2 separate regions of the Sus scrofa genome follow, and region 1 is linked to region 2. The links are chromatin contacts, called in public HiChIP or PLAC-seq maps. All regions are on one chromosome and are shown on one strand. Each heading gives the region's core, a stretch centred on a gene start, on an enhancer-like site or on the middle of the called end of the contact. The rest is flanking DNA. Distances are from core to core; before and after follow the strand shown. Region 1 holds the start of LOC100517477. Region 2 overlaps HSPG2 (basement membrane-specific heparan sulfate proteoglycan core protein).

Evidence for each region. HiChIP or PLAC-seq counts read pairs in DNA pulled down with a chosen protein or histone mark.
Region 1: an H3K27ac HiChIP or PLAC-seq map of skeletal muscle shows a contact between it and region 2. The contact joins the promoter of LOC100517477 here to the enhancer-like site in region 2. A contact is called at or near these places in 1 of 5 promoter capture datasets (liver), 9 of 47 Hi-C or Micro-C datasets (embryonic fibroblasts, fetal heart ventricle, mesenchymal stem cells and 3 more) and 1 of 2 datasets of contacts at active chromatin or transcription factors (skeletal muscle).

The regions. Positions count from the first base shown.
Region 1 is chr6:79,971,211-79,978,454 of Sscrofa11.1, forward strand. LOC100517477 reads right to left here and starts at 2,158. Exons shown (of 3, transcript XM_021097836.1): 1 at 1,165-2,158; 2 at 822-886.
Region 2 is chr6:79,886,519-79,894,376 of Sscrofa11.1, forward strand. It overlaps HSPG2 (basement membrane-specific heparan sulfate proteoglycan core protein), which reads right to left. Exons shown (of 97, transcript XM_021095494.1): 38 at 7,729-7,812; 39 at 5,392-5,484; 40 at 4,993-5,073; 41 at 4,554-4,784; 42 at 1,593-1,706; 43 at 413-540; 44 at 187-273. Among named protein-coding and RNA genes, the nearest start is that of LDLRAD2, 53 kb to the left of the region's middle. Within about 2 kb of position 4,028, at least 20 of the 83 cell types and tissues checked have an H3K27ac peak or open chromatin away from gene starts, as enhancers often do. A contact at or near this core is called in retroperitoneal adipose tissue, skeletal muscle and subcutaneous adipose tissue, where this site is marked.

The sequences.
Region 1 (7,244 bases), core at 908-3,407, 83 kb after region 2:
TAGCTCTAGCCTACAGTCTGAAATTCCCATCCACCTTTTAAGCGGGGACTCCAGCTGATCACGAAGGCCAAGGACTGAGTCTCTAATGGTGGAATTCCAGGCATTAGTTAATCATCAACTCCACGGTGCACCCTGATTCTAAAAAAGTGTCTTAGAAACAAAACAATACATGCCCTCTCTCTTTGCCCAGCCCTTTGCTTGTGCCTTACTTGTAAGTCTCACTACAAATCAAAGAGGTCGTTCCTATTCTATTCCTAGTTGACAGATGAGGAAACAGGCTCAGAGAGATGCTGGGACTTGCCTTGTAAGTGGTAGGGACCAAGGTGCTATCTTGGGTGTGTCTGATGATTGCTGAAAGACAACGCCATGTTGTCGGGGTGACTTTGGCCCCCCCCTTGCCATCCACTAGGGAAGAATTCTCACCACACCTGTTGTTCTGCCTGCCTGGATTGGGGCACGGATGGGGAGAACCAGATGGAGAAGGGGACTTGCTAAGCCTGTAACTAAGCTGATCTTGACTTTAGGAACCTCAAACGGGGGAGGGGTGGGGCTAGGGGGTGCTCTTAGTCTACGAATGGGGCTGGACTTGTGAGACAGAACCTTCTAGGATGTTTGGTCTTCATCCTTCCTGCCAGTAGGGGATCTTCCCGTCCCCCTCACAAGAGAAGGGGGCTTTGGGATGCCTACTCCTCTCGGTCCCAAAGTGGGCATTTTACAGGGACAAGGGCCTAACCAGGCTCTGCTCCGTTTATCCCCACCTCCTGTCCCTAGGCCCCACCCCCAATCCCATTGTCCCCTAGGTCCCCAGTACTCCCCCTTACCAGAAGGAAGGCTCTGATTTCTCTCTCCCACTACGGCCAGTCCGATGCTAATTTTCCACTTCTGCCTAGAGAGGATGGAGCAATATTTGAGCCTGTCCCACCCAGAAAACAGCTGCCTGCCCCCTCCCAGCCCGAGGCCCCTCAGCTGCCCTTGTCCTTTGGGTCTGAATCGCATGGAATGTCCAGACTCTTGCCTCTTCCAATCCCGGCCTGAGCCCACCCCATCTCCTCCTCCGGAAATATGGGAGGTGACTGAGGATTGACCCCCCACGGTCCCCACCCTTCCCTTCCCTTCCTGGCTGGCTGCGCCCCACCTGCCCTAAGGGCCCTTCCCCACTCTTACTCTTCCTTCAGGAGGTAGGTGACCTAGCCCTCCTCTGGTTCTCCACTGGGGAATAACCTCATGCCCCCACTCCAGACTGCTGGCCATGTCATAGAATCATGGAATCCTGGAGCTGGGAGATGCCTCCAGGGGTCACCCTGGCCAGGCCCCTGCCCCAGGGCCAGCAGCACACAAAGTTCTCCAGGACAGATGGGCCCTATTTTTAAAGTGAAGATGGGGTGGACGTTTTCCAGTGTTCCCTGTTGTTTTTCTCGTATTTAATTATGCTGAGAGTCAGGAAGTTCTATGCCCGGCCTAATATAACTCTTGTCGTGGCTGTGGTCAGCATCAGTTACCTTTTTTTTCTCGTTGGGTCAGCCAACATCTATTGAGTCTCCCTAAAAGGTTATCCCTTTGGGTGATCCACAGCATAACGGCACTTTCTTTCCTTTCTTCTTGCCTCACTGTCAGTGATCCCGGGCTGGGTACTTACGCTACGGTGGGCTAGAGCCCGTGGATTCCTTTCAGGACTCCTGTGTCCCTCTCTCACTGGGGCCTGGTCCTTAGGGGGCATCTAGGTCCTGTTTCTTGAATGAATGAACAAGATTCCCCTTCGAAATCTCATGGTTTTTGCCCTCCATCATTTCTCTCCATTATTTCATTCCCACAAGTACTGAAAATACACTTTTGCTCTCTGTTTTGAAAAATTTTCAAACTTACTGAAAATGTAAGCGATAATGAACTTGCATGTACTTTTTATTCGAATCTACTAATTAGAAACATAGTGCTGCATTTATCAACACACACACACAAACCACACACACACACACACACACACACACACACTGATTGTTGTTATCTTGAGAGTAAGTTGCAGATAACAGCAGCTTTTACTCCTGACTACTTCAGTGTGACTCTCCTACGTGTTGGGAGAACAAGAACCTTTTCTTACCTGTTCAGTTATCAAATACAGGACAGTTAACACTGAGAGAGCGCTCTTAGCTATTAGCTAATACACAGTCCACATTTGAATTTGACCAATTACTCCCCCACCCCGCCCCCGCCCCGATGTTCTCCATGGCAACAATATCCTCAACCCATGAGCCAATTCCCGATCAAGCATTGCCGTTTTCAGGTCTCTTTGGTCCCCCTCAGCCTGGAAGTTCCTCGTCTGTCTGTCTGTCTGTCTGTCTTTTTTTCTTTCTTTCTCTTTTCTTCTTTTTTTAGAGCTGCAGCTGCTGGCCTACACCACAACCACAGCAACATGGGATCCGAGCCGAGTCTGTGACCCACTCGCAGCTCATGGCAATGCTGGATCCCCAACCCACTGAGCAAGGCCAGGGATCGGACCCACATCCTCATGGAGACTAGTCAGATTTGTTTCCGCTGCACCACAGGGGAACTCCTCCTCAGTCTTTCTTCGTCTTTTCTGACATTTACGGGTTTGAAGAATGTAGGCCAATTGTTTTGGAGTATCTTTTCCACTTTGGATTTATCTGACGTTTCTTAATGATCAGCTCCAGGAGCACAAAGCACGTTTACATGGAAGCCTCCACTAGACATTTCCCAGCCCACGATCTCTGAGAGGGACTGGCCTTTTGCCCTGGGATGGGCTGGTTATAGCCACTGAGACAGGGAGCCAAGAGGAGGGACCAGGGGGACCCCCTGAGAAGGAGGAAGAGGTGTGTAGGGCAACTCAGTGGGCCAGGGAAGCCATGGCAACTGTTTCCTTGTGGGGCCTCAGCCAGGCCTGGTTCTGTTCCGGGCCGGGGGCTGGGCAGGCGGGCAGACAGCCAGCGAGAGGGCTGGGCCTGTGTGCCGTTTGCCCTGAAGGTACCCAGGCGCCGAGATCACTGGCCATTTCTGGCCTGGGCATTAAGAGCCTCTGGAAATAGCTCCAGGACAATTATTTCAGGAGGAATGTGCTATTCCTTCATCTTCCCAGAAAGCCAGGCTGGGTCCCATAAGACCAGGAATGTCCTTCTCTGGCATCCCCAACTCCAGGGGCTTCTGAGGTCCTCTGGGGGCCACAGAGGCCTTCAGAGCCAGGAGAGGCTGGGAGGCCAGAATGGGGTGGAGACGGAGGGCCCCCTCCCCTGGTGGGGGGAGGGTGGTTCTGCCCTTAGATCCTGGGCTTTCAGGGCCCAGCCTGGACTCAGGCCTGGCCGGCCTGGGTCCAGCTGACTCCAAGCCCCAGGACACGGGTGGGGGAGAGTATGGGGAAGCTGCCTGCCCCCCCCCCCCCATAAGCCTAGACCCATCCCTGAGAAACGGACATGGCAGAGCACCTACTATGTGTCAAGGAACCTGACATGATCTGTGCCAGGCCACATAGCCACCCTCTCATTTAGTCCTCGAAGGCCCGGGGAGGTAGGTGTTTTGTTCTCTAGATGAAGTCACCGAGGCTCAGAGAGGGTAAGAGACTTACCCAAGCTCACCCAGCAGCCAGAATTAAAACCCAGTGTTTTGGAGTTCCCTCTGTGGCTTAGCAGTAATGAACCCGACTAGCATGCATGAGGATACAGGTTTGATCCCTGACCTTGCTCAGTGGGTTAAGGACCCAGCATTGCCCTGAGTTGTGGTGTAGCTCACAGACACGCCTCGGATCTGGCGTTACTGTGGCTATGGGGTTGGCTGGTGGCTGGCTGCAGCTCTGATTCGACCCCCTAGCCTGGGAACTTCCTTATGCCATAGGTGCAGCCCTAAAGAAGACAAAAAAATAAAAATAAACAAAGAAATAAAACCCAGCATTTTAGCTCCAGAACCTAAGCACTAAAGCAAGGAAGAGGGTGGGCCACTTAGTCAGTGAGAACACAGTGAGTGACCCTGTGAACTGAGACGCTTTGGAAGGGTCTAGCCTGTCTCTCCAGGTTGGAGGGAAGTTGTAGCCCTGTCTCTCAGTGAGCTCCCATCCTCCACCAGCCAGCCCAGGCCAGCTGCCTCTCCTTCCCTAGCACAGCAGGATGGATGCCAGGTCTCAGAACGTCCTGGATTGGTGGGGTGCCCCTCCCTGCATGGCCTCCAGCCACAGTGGCCCCCACCCTTGCCCCATCTGGGCCACCTCCAACCTTGGCTCCTTCTCTGCATTGCCAAACCAGCAGCAAAGTGTGGGCTTTCCATCAGCCCTTGCCCCTCCCACTCTCTCCTCACATCTGACACCCCCCCTCCCCGCACTGCTGCAGTCCTACCCACATCCCTGTCTCCTCCCCACTAAGACCACCAGGGGCCCTTTCCCCATCCCAGGCTCAGTGTTCAAAGGCATCTCAATCCCCTGAGCTCTCCAAGAAGGGAAGGAAATACCCGCTGCACCAAGACTGCAGGACCCTGCCCCATTAGTGCATAAGCTGCTCATTAACCCCTCTCCTGCCACTGGGCAGTTACCCTGTTCCACCCTCCCCTCCCCATCACACCCTGGCAAACCTGGCCCTGACATGTTGGGAAGAGTGTCCCTGTGTCCTTTCAGCCCCATGGCTCTTGGAAGCATCACAGATAAGAAGCAAATCCAGGAGTTCTCTTGTGGCACAGGGTTTTAAGGATCCGGCATTGTCACTGTAGCAGCTTATGTCGCTGCTATGATGCAGGTTCCATCCTTGACCCAGGAATATCCATGTGCCTCGGATGCTGCTAAAAAAAGAAAAGAAGAAAAAGAAACAAGCCCAGCAGCCATACATGTGAGTCCATCTTAATTCAGGGGACGGCTAGAGCCAAGAGCCATGAAATTGTCATTGTCCCACCCTGCCTGGAAGACATCTGTCCCAGCCTCTAGCACCTCTTGGCAGGTGACTCACCTGGGCCCTTATCTGGCCTGGGGCCAGCCTGCCTGCAGGGCTGAAAATCTCTCCAGGGCTGGGTTCTTGCCCTCCCCCACCTGCAGCCTTCCATCCACCCAAGCACCAAGCACCGTGAGTCACCTCACCTAGGGTGACACGCTCAAGGATATGGGCCCTCTGCTCACCAGCTGCCGAAACAGTACTTGCCCAAGCCTACATGTGACAGGTACAAGCTAGGACAGATCTAAGCTCAGGAGCACTGGGGCAGGTGTGGCTTGGCAGGAGCCCCAGCCAACAAGAACATCCCCGCTGCCAAGCCCCCTCAGGGCTTTTAAGGTAGAGCGGCCAGTCTGGGAGGGGAGAGGACTCTCATCTTTATGGGGCCTGGGAAATTCCCTCTAAGGGGGTGGGGTGATGGTCATGTGTAGGCTTATATACGTCCTTACATACACACACCTCGCTTTTTTTTTTTTTTTTTTTTTTTTTTTGCTTTTTAGGGCTACACTCTCGGCATATGGAAGTTCCCAGGCTAGAGGTCCAATTGGAGCTCCAGCTGCCGACCTATGCCACGGCCGCGGCAATATGGGATCTGAGCCTCATCTGCTACCCCAGTTCACAGCAACGTGGATCTTAACCCACTGAGCCAGGCTAGGGATCGAACCCACATCCTCAAGGATGCTAGTCGGGTTTGTAACCCTCTGAGCCACAGCAGGAACTCCCTTACATACACCTTGCTGAGATAAGACATGGGAAATCGGACAGCAAGTAATTGGCTTGTGCTGTGACTTCGGATAGGTAAGTATTGAAACTCTCCAAAGCTCGATCTCCCGTTCTGTGGAACGGGGGTTAGGAAGGTGCCCAGTGATCATGGCTGGCTCAGCAGACTGGCAACAACAGCTAATGTCACGAGATGGCCCCCTGTTGCAGGCCCAGTGGAGCTGCAGGGGTATGTGGGAGCCAGCTCATACTGGCCCACAAAAGCCGATTCTGAAATATTCTGGAATCTGGTGAGCTGGTTGTTAAACCGTTGGTAGCTTGAAATCAGCCTTGGTGGGAATATTTATACCACAGGAATGGACAAATATGACCAATTGGGGGGGGGGTCTTTTTTGAAGCTCCAGTTCATCATCACTGAAACTATGTGACTATGACCAAATAAACTGAACCTTATCTGTTTCTTACTCATAAAGCTGTAATAATAATGATTTGTAGACACTGAATGCTTACTGCTTCCCAGCTGCTGTATGTGTTGCTGTGTATAACTTTACACATCAACCAGACTGGGCCATGGGATGCCCAGATACCTGCTCAAACATTACCTCTGGGTGTGTCTGGGAGGGTGTCTCTGGGTCAGATGAGCATTTGAATCTGTGAACTGAGTAAAGCAGAAAGGCCCCCCCGGTATGGATGGGCATCGGCCTATCTATCAAGGGCCTGAATAGAACCGAGAGGCAGAAGTAGGCTGAATTCCTTCTCCGCCTGACTAATTGAGCTGGGACATCCATCTTCCACCATGGGTGTTCCTGGTCCTCAGAACATCAGCTCTGGGCTGGAATCTACACCATCAGCCATCTGGTTCTTAGGCCTTTGAACTATACCACCACCTCTTCCTGCCTCTCCAGCTTGCAGGCCGGGATCATGTGACTTAAGCCTTTGTAACCACATGAGCCAATATCTAATTATAAATAAATATATGTGTGTGTATATAACATAGTTTATATATACACAATATACTATGGTATATAGTATTATATACCATAGTATTATATATATTGCTGTACATATGTGTGTGTGTATGTATATATAAAAGTTTGTGTTTCCCCTGCAAAAAAAGTATATGTTGAACCCTAATCCCCAGTGCGATGAAATTTGGAGGTGGGGCCTCTGGAAAGTGATTAGGCCATTGAGGGTAAAGCCCTTATGACAGGGATCAGTACTCTTCTAAAAGGGACCCCAGAGAGCGTCCTTGTCCCCTTGCACCATGTGAGGATGCGGTGATAACTCAGCCATCTCTGACTCAGGAAGTGAGCTCTCATTGGACGCCGAATCTGCCGGTGCCTTGCTCTTGGACTTCCCAGCCTCCACAACTGTGACAGTTAATGTTACTCATGCTACCGGGTCGATGGTATTTTTGTCATGGCAGCCAGAATGAAGACATCTGTGTATATTTCCTGTTGTTTCTGTTTCTTGGCAGGACCCCGACTACCACACATGCTAAATGCCTTACGTGCATTCGCTCATTTATTTCTCATTACGACCATATGAAGTAGATGTTAATTGTATCCTCATGTTTTTAGATAAGAAACTGAAGGATCAGGAGGGTAAGAATCT
Region 2 (7,858 bases), core at 2,778-5,277:
CAGAAGTGGGATAAGACGAAGACTGATAAAAGAGCTTGGGCTGGTCCCAAGGGCAATGGAGAATCTTGGAAGGGTTTTAGGCACGATCCTGGTAGGTACGTTTCTGAGCAACACCATCCGGGACTCTCACCTAGGAATCTACTATAGGCCGCCCACCCCCTCCATCCCGCCTATTTGTAAACTTACTGCTCACAGTACTGGCCAGTGTAGCCAGGTTCGCAGGCTGTGCAGCGGTACCCACCAGCTCCCAGGCTTTCACAGGTGCGGGAGAACCTGGAATCAGAGAGGCAAAGGTCAGGCCATGCAACACCCACTCCCCAACCCGTTCCCTCCACTTCTGCCCCCAAGTTGGTGCAGTGTCCTCCACTCCCCAGTGGGAGTTCTTCCTTGGGCCTTGAGTGAAGGCACCCACATGTTCTCTGGGTTGGTCAGTGGGCAGGCACAGGGCTGGCAGTCCTCAGGTGTTCCAGCCGTGGCATCTCCATAGTAGCCAGGTGCGCACAGCTCGCAGAACTCCCCAGCGGCGTTGTGCTGGCATTGCTGTGAGGTGTAAGGATGTTAGCCACTTGCTGTTTGGCACCATTTACCAAAAAACATACAATTGTAATTCCTTGACTTGGAAATCCCATGTGTGCAAGCTTATCTTAAAGAAATAATTGCAGAGGGGCACAAAGAGTTCACTACAGGATGCTCCTCTCAGGGGTCTTTACAAAAGCAAAATGCTGGAAAGACCCTTGAACAAAGACCTGGGAAAATGAAAGCACATCCACTCAAATAGCTATCAAAGAGTCAGATACTGATTGCATTTCTTACATTGTTCTCCCTCAACCCCTGCAATAGAAGAGGAAGGTGAAGGTTGCACCTGGGGATGTCAGGGCAGAGTTTTGTAAAGAAGCACCTCATTGTAAAAATGCCTGTGGGTTTTATGTTCTCCAAAGAGAGGCATGTTTCTTTTAATACAGCACGTTCTTCACTCCACTTTTAGTTTGTGGCTCTGTCCACCACCCAGTCCTTGGCTACATAAGGCTGGAGGGCTGTACATGCACCCCTCTGAAAAGTTCAGGTATAAAAAAAGTATTCAAATATTGAAAGATGTCCATGAACTTGTACGGGAAAAAAGTCAGTCATCAAACATGATGATCCTATTTTTATTTGTAAACAACGAAAGGTATAGTAATCTGTATAAATAACTCCCCAGAAAAAAGAGCAAAAGCGCTCCACAGTCCAATGTTGACAATAATTATTTCCAGATGGTAGGATTACTGGGACTTTTTACTTTCTTGTTAAGTTATCTCTATATTCTGATTCTTCTTCGGAAAACATGTGTCACTGTGGTGTTAAGAAATAGCAGGGACCAAGGTTTTCTTCATCGAGAAGGACGTTATTCCACAGTCCTGGCCACCATGCCCGAAACCCCTTGAGGACCAGACCTGCTGGTCTAGATGCTTTGCCCCGTAGACTGTGTCCTGTGACCTTGCCCCAGACCGAAGCTGACCTTACCAAATGTATCCCTCTGTACCCCACATCCATCCCTGAGACCCCACCCAGGCCCAGCCGAGCTGACCCCTGCCCTGGCCCTGCTTGCATCTTACCGAGCAGGCCCCAGTCTCTGGGTGGCACAGGTCTGAGTGGCCATTGCATTCGCAGAGCTCACAGTGGCCGAGGTAGAGTCCACTCCCAGTGCGCGTGTAGCCTGGGGCACAATCCTGGGGGTAGAGCGGAGAGCTGGCCTCTATCTCCAATGTGGTCCCACCCAAAGCCAGCAGCCCAGAACCCCTCTCCTCCATCCCCCTCCACCATCAAGGCTCCTAACTGGCTCCTAGTTCTCCAGCCCAGCCCCCCCTTCCCCTCAGGAGCCCTCGTTCCCCATCTTCATTTTCCCAACACTCCAGAGCTGGGACAGTATCTGCCCCCATTCTGCCTGGCATCTTCAGTCACTCAATATACTGAAATAATAGTTCAATCTTAATCTTTTGCTTTTCTTTTTATGGCACCACATGCAGCACATGGAAGTTCCCAGGCTAGGGGTCGAATCAGAGCTGCAGCTGTTGGTCTATGCCACAGCTTGCAGCCACGCCAGATCCTTAACCCATGGCGTGAGGCCAGGGATGAAACCCGTATCCTCATAGACACTATGCCAGGTTCTTAACTGGCTGAACCACAATGGGAATTCCTAACAGTTCATCCTTAATGGAGAACCCTTCTCCATCCCTAGGGCTTTGTTGCTGAAAACTCTTCCGGCAGAGTCCTTATAGAAAAACAACCTCTAGCTGTGGAGAAAAGGGAACCCTCCTGCACTGCTGGTGGGAATGTAAACTGGTACAGCCACTATGGAGAACAGTTTGGAGATACCTTAGAAATCTATACATAGAACTTCCATATGACCCTGCAATCCCACTCTTGGGCATCTATCCGGACAAAGCTCTACTTAAAAGAGACACATGCACCCGCATGTTCATTGCAGCACTATTCACAATAGCCAGGACATGGAAACAATCCAAATGTCCATCGACAGATGATTGGATTCGGAAGATGTGGTATATATACACAATGGAATACTACTCAGCCATAAAAAAGGATGACATAATGCCATTTGCAGCAACATGGATGGAACTAGAGAATCTCATACTGAGTGAAATGAGCCAGAAAGACAAAGACAAATACCATGTGATATCACTTATAACTGGAATCTAATATCCAGCACAAAGGAACATCTCAGAAAAGAAAATCATGGACTTGGAGAAGAGACTTGTGGTTGCCTGATGGGAGGGGGAGGGAGTGGGAGGGATCGGGAGCTTGGGCTTATCAGACACAACTTAGATTTACAGGGAGATCCTGCTGAATAGCATTGAGAACTATGTCTAGATACTCATGTTGCAACAGAAGAAAGGGTGGGGGAAAAAACTGTAACTGCAATGTATACATCTAAGGATAACCTGACCTCCTTGCTGTACAGTGGGAAAATAAAAAAAAAAAAAAAAAAAAAAAAGAAAAACAACCTCTAGATGGAAAAAAGGGGTTCAGGAGACCTGGATTTGGGATGAGTCCTGGAAGATCTTTACGACTGTGATTAAATTCACTCAGCGAAGGGAAAGAGGTAGCACTCCTACAGCCAAGGATGTTTTTACACATCCCCAGTGAGTCACCATGGGTTCTGAGAACAATGAATTGCTATTCGCGGCCTCTTCTTTGAAATCTCTCCAGGGCCTCCCTCCCTGACCATTTCAAAGGGATGTTTATAAACCTGTTTTATTTCACTGCAGAAAATGTGCACCAAGGATTCTGCTTTGCCTAGGGGTTCTCCTTCAAAATGTGTAAAAATTTATAACTTCATGGGATGCCAAGTTCATCTATCTGGATTTGATTTTTTTTTTTTTTTTTTTTTTTTTTGTCTTTTTAGGCCCACACCCCACAGCATATGGAGGTTCCCAGGCTAGGGGTCCAATCGGAGCTTTTGCCACCGGCCTACACCACAGCCACGGCAACACCAGATCCCAGCCGCATCTGTGACCTACACCACAGCTCATGGCAACGCCATGAGCGAGGCCAGGGATCAAACTCGCAACCTCATGGCTCCTAGCTGGATTCATTCCGCTGCGCCACGATGGGAATTCCTATTTGGATTTGAAAGCTTTTGTGGCCACAGCAAAGGTGCAGAGATGTACAACTGCAGAGATGTGGACCTCGCACTGGGAGTTCCTGAACTGGGGGGCACTATTCTCACACTCAACCTCCCTGCCGCCCACCTGGCATCGCAGCCCTGTCCCTTGTCTCCCGTGATCCCCCTTCCCCAGTTCCCTGTTCACGCATGAGAAGTTGGCTGGTCGCCTGCCATGTGCCTGGGGATTCAGTAATGAAGAGTCAGCTCGGGCCCTGCCCTTGGGTTCAGTCTCCCGCCAAACCCTGCAGATGTTCTGGAGTCTCTCCAGAGGACAGCCTGCTGTTCCACACCCCCCGCTGCCCTCCCCTCCCAAGAGGGCCATCTCCCCCGCATCCATCTCACTCACTACGGGCAGAGGAATTTTCCTTGGGCCCAGTGCTGATCCCAGCACTCCCTGGGCGGCTTGGCAGTCCCTGCTGGACTAGCCTTGCTCCAGGGCTAAAGAACCGCCCCCCACCCCGCTTCCCAGAGGAGACCTCCTGCCTCGCAGGCTATGTCCCCACACATTCCTCTTTCTGAACTTCTGCTTACTCTGCCCTCCTGCCTAGAATCTTCCTCTAGAATCTTCATGTTGTTGGGAAATGCCATTCGGAGACTCTTTCCCGCTCTGCTCTGTGTCTTGGTATTGTCTCCTGTCTCTGGCGGGCGCCCTGGGAGCACAAGCTGGGTCTTAACCTCGGCTGAGTGTAGCTCTGTGCCCTTGGGTATGTCACCCACCTTTAGCGTCTCATTAAAAAAAGTCTGTTAAAAGGGGATGATCACACATCTCGCAGCGCTGTCATGAAGAATAAATGAGACGTGGCCAAGTACGCGCAAGTCATGATGGAACTCCCAGGCAACTGCTGGCTGACCCAGCTGTGTTAGCGCAGACACCTGGGCTGGCCACACTCACCTGGCAGGATGAGCCGACATAGCCCGGGGGGCAGCGGCACTCCTCCACCTCGGGGGCCCGGGGTCCCTCCGAAGGCCCGGGCTGGGCGACCTCCAGGCTGACTGCGCTGATGCTGGCTGCTAGTGGCATCGAGGAGAACGTGGCCCGGACCAGGAGCTCGTCCAGGTCTGCCAGCGCCATCAGGAGGTGCTCACGTGTGGCCGGCTGCCCATCAGGCCTGCGCCAGAATTCCTGGGGTAGGGGGGTAGTGACAGCAATTGCAGGTGAGGGGTGTTGGATTGTGGGTGCTTCTCCCGCAGCACCCCCGCCCCCAGCTCCTGCCTTCCTGGGCTGTGAGCTGAGGATGGGGGAGTGAGAGGCAAGGGTGGCTAGAATCAAAACCAGGCCTCAAAGCAGGGTGGACAGTGAGAGGGGTCAGACGTGGTGTGATGCCTCTCACCTCTCGGAAAATGATCTCGTAGCTCCTCCTCTCTGGGCCTTGCAGCGCTGGCTGGGAGGCCACCAGCATGATGTTGTTGCCCTAGAGAGACACCAGGGGGATCGGGAGGGGAATTAAGGGGCTCTGGGGACAGTGGGATCCTCCAATCCCAGCCTCCCACCTCTCCAATCTCCCAAGCTTATGTGCCCAAAGGAATCAGGTGGGTGCCCACTGCCCCCATCGCCTGCCAGCCGGGCCTCTGCCTGGGTAGTGTCCAAATGGTGGGGTTGGGGCATGGGCCCGACCAGTGGGTGGGTGCCGGGTCAGCTGAGTGCTGGACCGAGAGGACAGAAACACTGAGGGTGTCCCCTGCCTCTGCCTCTCCCTTCTGTCTGCCTGGTGTGGAACCCACGTGCTCACCGTGATCTGGACGTCAGGGTCAGAAAGCGGGCTGCCCTGGGCCCCCGCCGTGTAGGAGAGAGAGTATCGCAGCTTTCCACCGTAGGCTGCCACCTGCAAGAGGCAAGCCCTGTGGTCACAACCTGACTCAGTCCTCCTCTGGGGGGGGGGGTGACCATACAGGGGAGGGGGCAGAGCCTCTGGAGGCCTTTTTGTACCCGTGTGGTCCCTGGCACCCAATCAGAGGCCGGTGGTTGCCTAAGTGACAGGACATCTCTCAGTTCCTTCTGTCTGAGATTTAGTGGCAGTAACCCCCTTTCCCACTGTCTCACAATCCCAGCAAACAAGCCCCAAGTCCCTTCCATGAAAGGAACTTTCCATAAGCAGACGGGGGGTAATGACAGGGACCACCATGGGGAGGTAGCAGGAGGCTCCAAAGTTCTCAGCCATGGCAGGGACACGGGGGTGTGGAGGGTAGCCCCTCAGAACTCTTGCCTCCAGGGTAGGTGGTTTTTATTTATTTGCTCAGAATCCATTTCCCTGTTTTGCAAACTGCAGTCTTGGTTTCCTTTGTTTTTTGCCTTTTTAGAGCTGTACCCGTGGCATACGGAGGTTCCCAGGCTAGGGGTCCAATTGGAGCTGCAGCTGCCGCCCTACACCACAGCCACAGCCACAGCCGATCTGAGCCACGTCTGTGACCTACACCACAGCTTGTGGCAATGCCAGATCCTTAACTTACTGAGCGAGGCCAGGGATCGAACCCGATCCTCACAGAGATGTCAGGTTCTTAACCCACTGAGCCATGGGCACTCCAGTCCTGGTTTCCTTTGAAGGAAACGGTTGTACATGCAGAAGGTGGGGTTTGAGGGCCCATCCCCTCCTCTGCAGTGGAGACATGAGCCAGGCCTGTGGATGTGCACATTCCACCATCCCCCCTCTCTGGTCCATCAGGTTCACGAACATGTGAGCCTGGCACTTCTGCACTTTCTACTGGAACAGAGAAATCTCCTTTACTAGTCAGACTGGAAGCTGGAGAACGGTGCCAGCTGAGATCAAGTCCTTATGAGGCCCTGGATCCAGCCATGCCTGACACCAGTTATTCTTGGCCTTTGTAGTTGCATGAGCTAGTAGTTTCTTCACTGTAGACAAGACAGATGGCATGGGTTTTTTATTGCTCACAACTGGAAGGGTCCTTATATTTGCTGCTGGGGGCTTCCATGGGGGCAGCCAAGGCCCCGGCTCTGCCCCACAGGACCTTCCTTTCTCTCTGCCACCAGGGCAAATGTTCAGATCAATACTACACTGCGTCAGGTCTGGCCCATTCTGCTGGTGAGCATTTATTAAACGTCTACTGACTACATGTCAGGTCCTGGACTACACATGCTCTGAGATGTTCTCTATAAGATCAGGGTGAGGTAAGGGATCCAGGGGCATAACTAGATAACATGACACAGCTGGTTCCCCAACTGGATGCCAGCAAGTTCATCGCCATGTCTAGGACCAAGCTGCAGGTGAATGTAGCAGGGTGGCTAACAGAGCAGATTCTGCAGTCTAAGACTGGGGGTCAAGTTCAGCTCTTCTGGCTGGATGGCCTTGGACAAGTCACTTAACTTCCCTGAGTCCAACTTTCCTCATATGGAAATGGGAATAAAACTACCTTAAAAGGTAATATGAGGATTAAGTAATACAGACCACATAAAATCCTGCACTCAGCATAGGGCCTGGGGAGTATACAGCCTCAATGCTTGCTAACAGCTCATTGTGCCCAGTTCCACCCTTGGCTCCAACAGGTCTTTTCTGTCTTCGTTTCCTCCTGGACCAGACCTTCCTGTCTGCTTCTCTGAATGTTACTGTACTGCATATCGTGTATATTCTTTTTTTTTTTTTTTGGCCACATCTGAGGCATATGGAAGTTCCTGGACCAGGGATCGAACCTAAATCACAGCAGTGACAACACCAAATCCTTAACTGCTAGGCCACCAGGGAATTCCTGCTTGTGTGTATTCTTTTTTTTTTTTTTTTTTTCCTTGTCTTTTTAGGACTGCACCCACGGCATATGGAGGTTCCCAGGCTAGGGGTCTTATCAGAGCTGTAGCTGCGGCCTACACCAGAGCCACAGCAATGCCAGATCCAAGCTGCATCTGCGATCTACACCACAGATGGTGGCAACGCTGGATCCTTAACCCACTGAGTGAGGCCAGGGATTGAACTCGTGTCCTCATGGATACTAGTCAGATTTGTTACTGCTGAGTCACAATGGGAACTCCCTCATAAATGGTTTTGAAAAGGGGCGGCCTGATATTTTAGGATTTGATGACATCCTTGTTCCTCCCCGTCCCCCCGCCCCATCCTGGTTACCTTGTTCCCCAGGAAGGCTTTGGGCAGCTGCCAATAATAGAGGCTTCCAGGAAGCAGAGAGAAGCCTTTGTAGGAGAGAGAGAACTAGAAAGAAGGACAGGCCGTGAGAGAGGAGGGAGCAGGCGGGGCT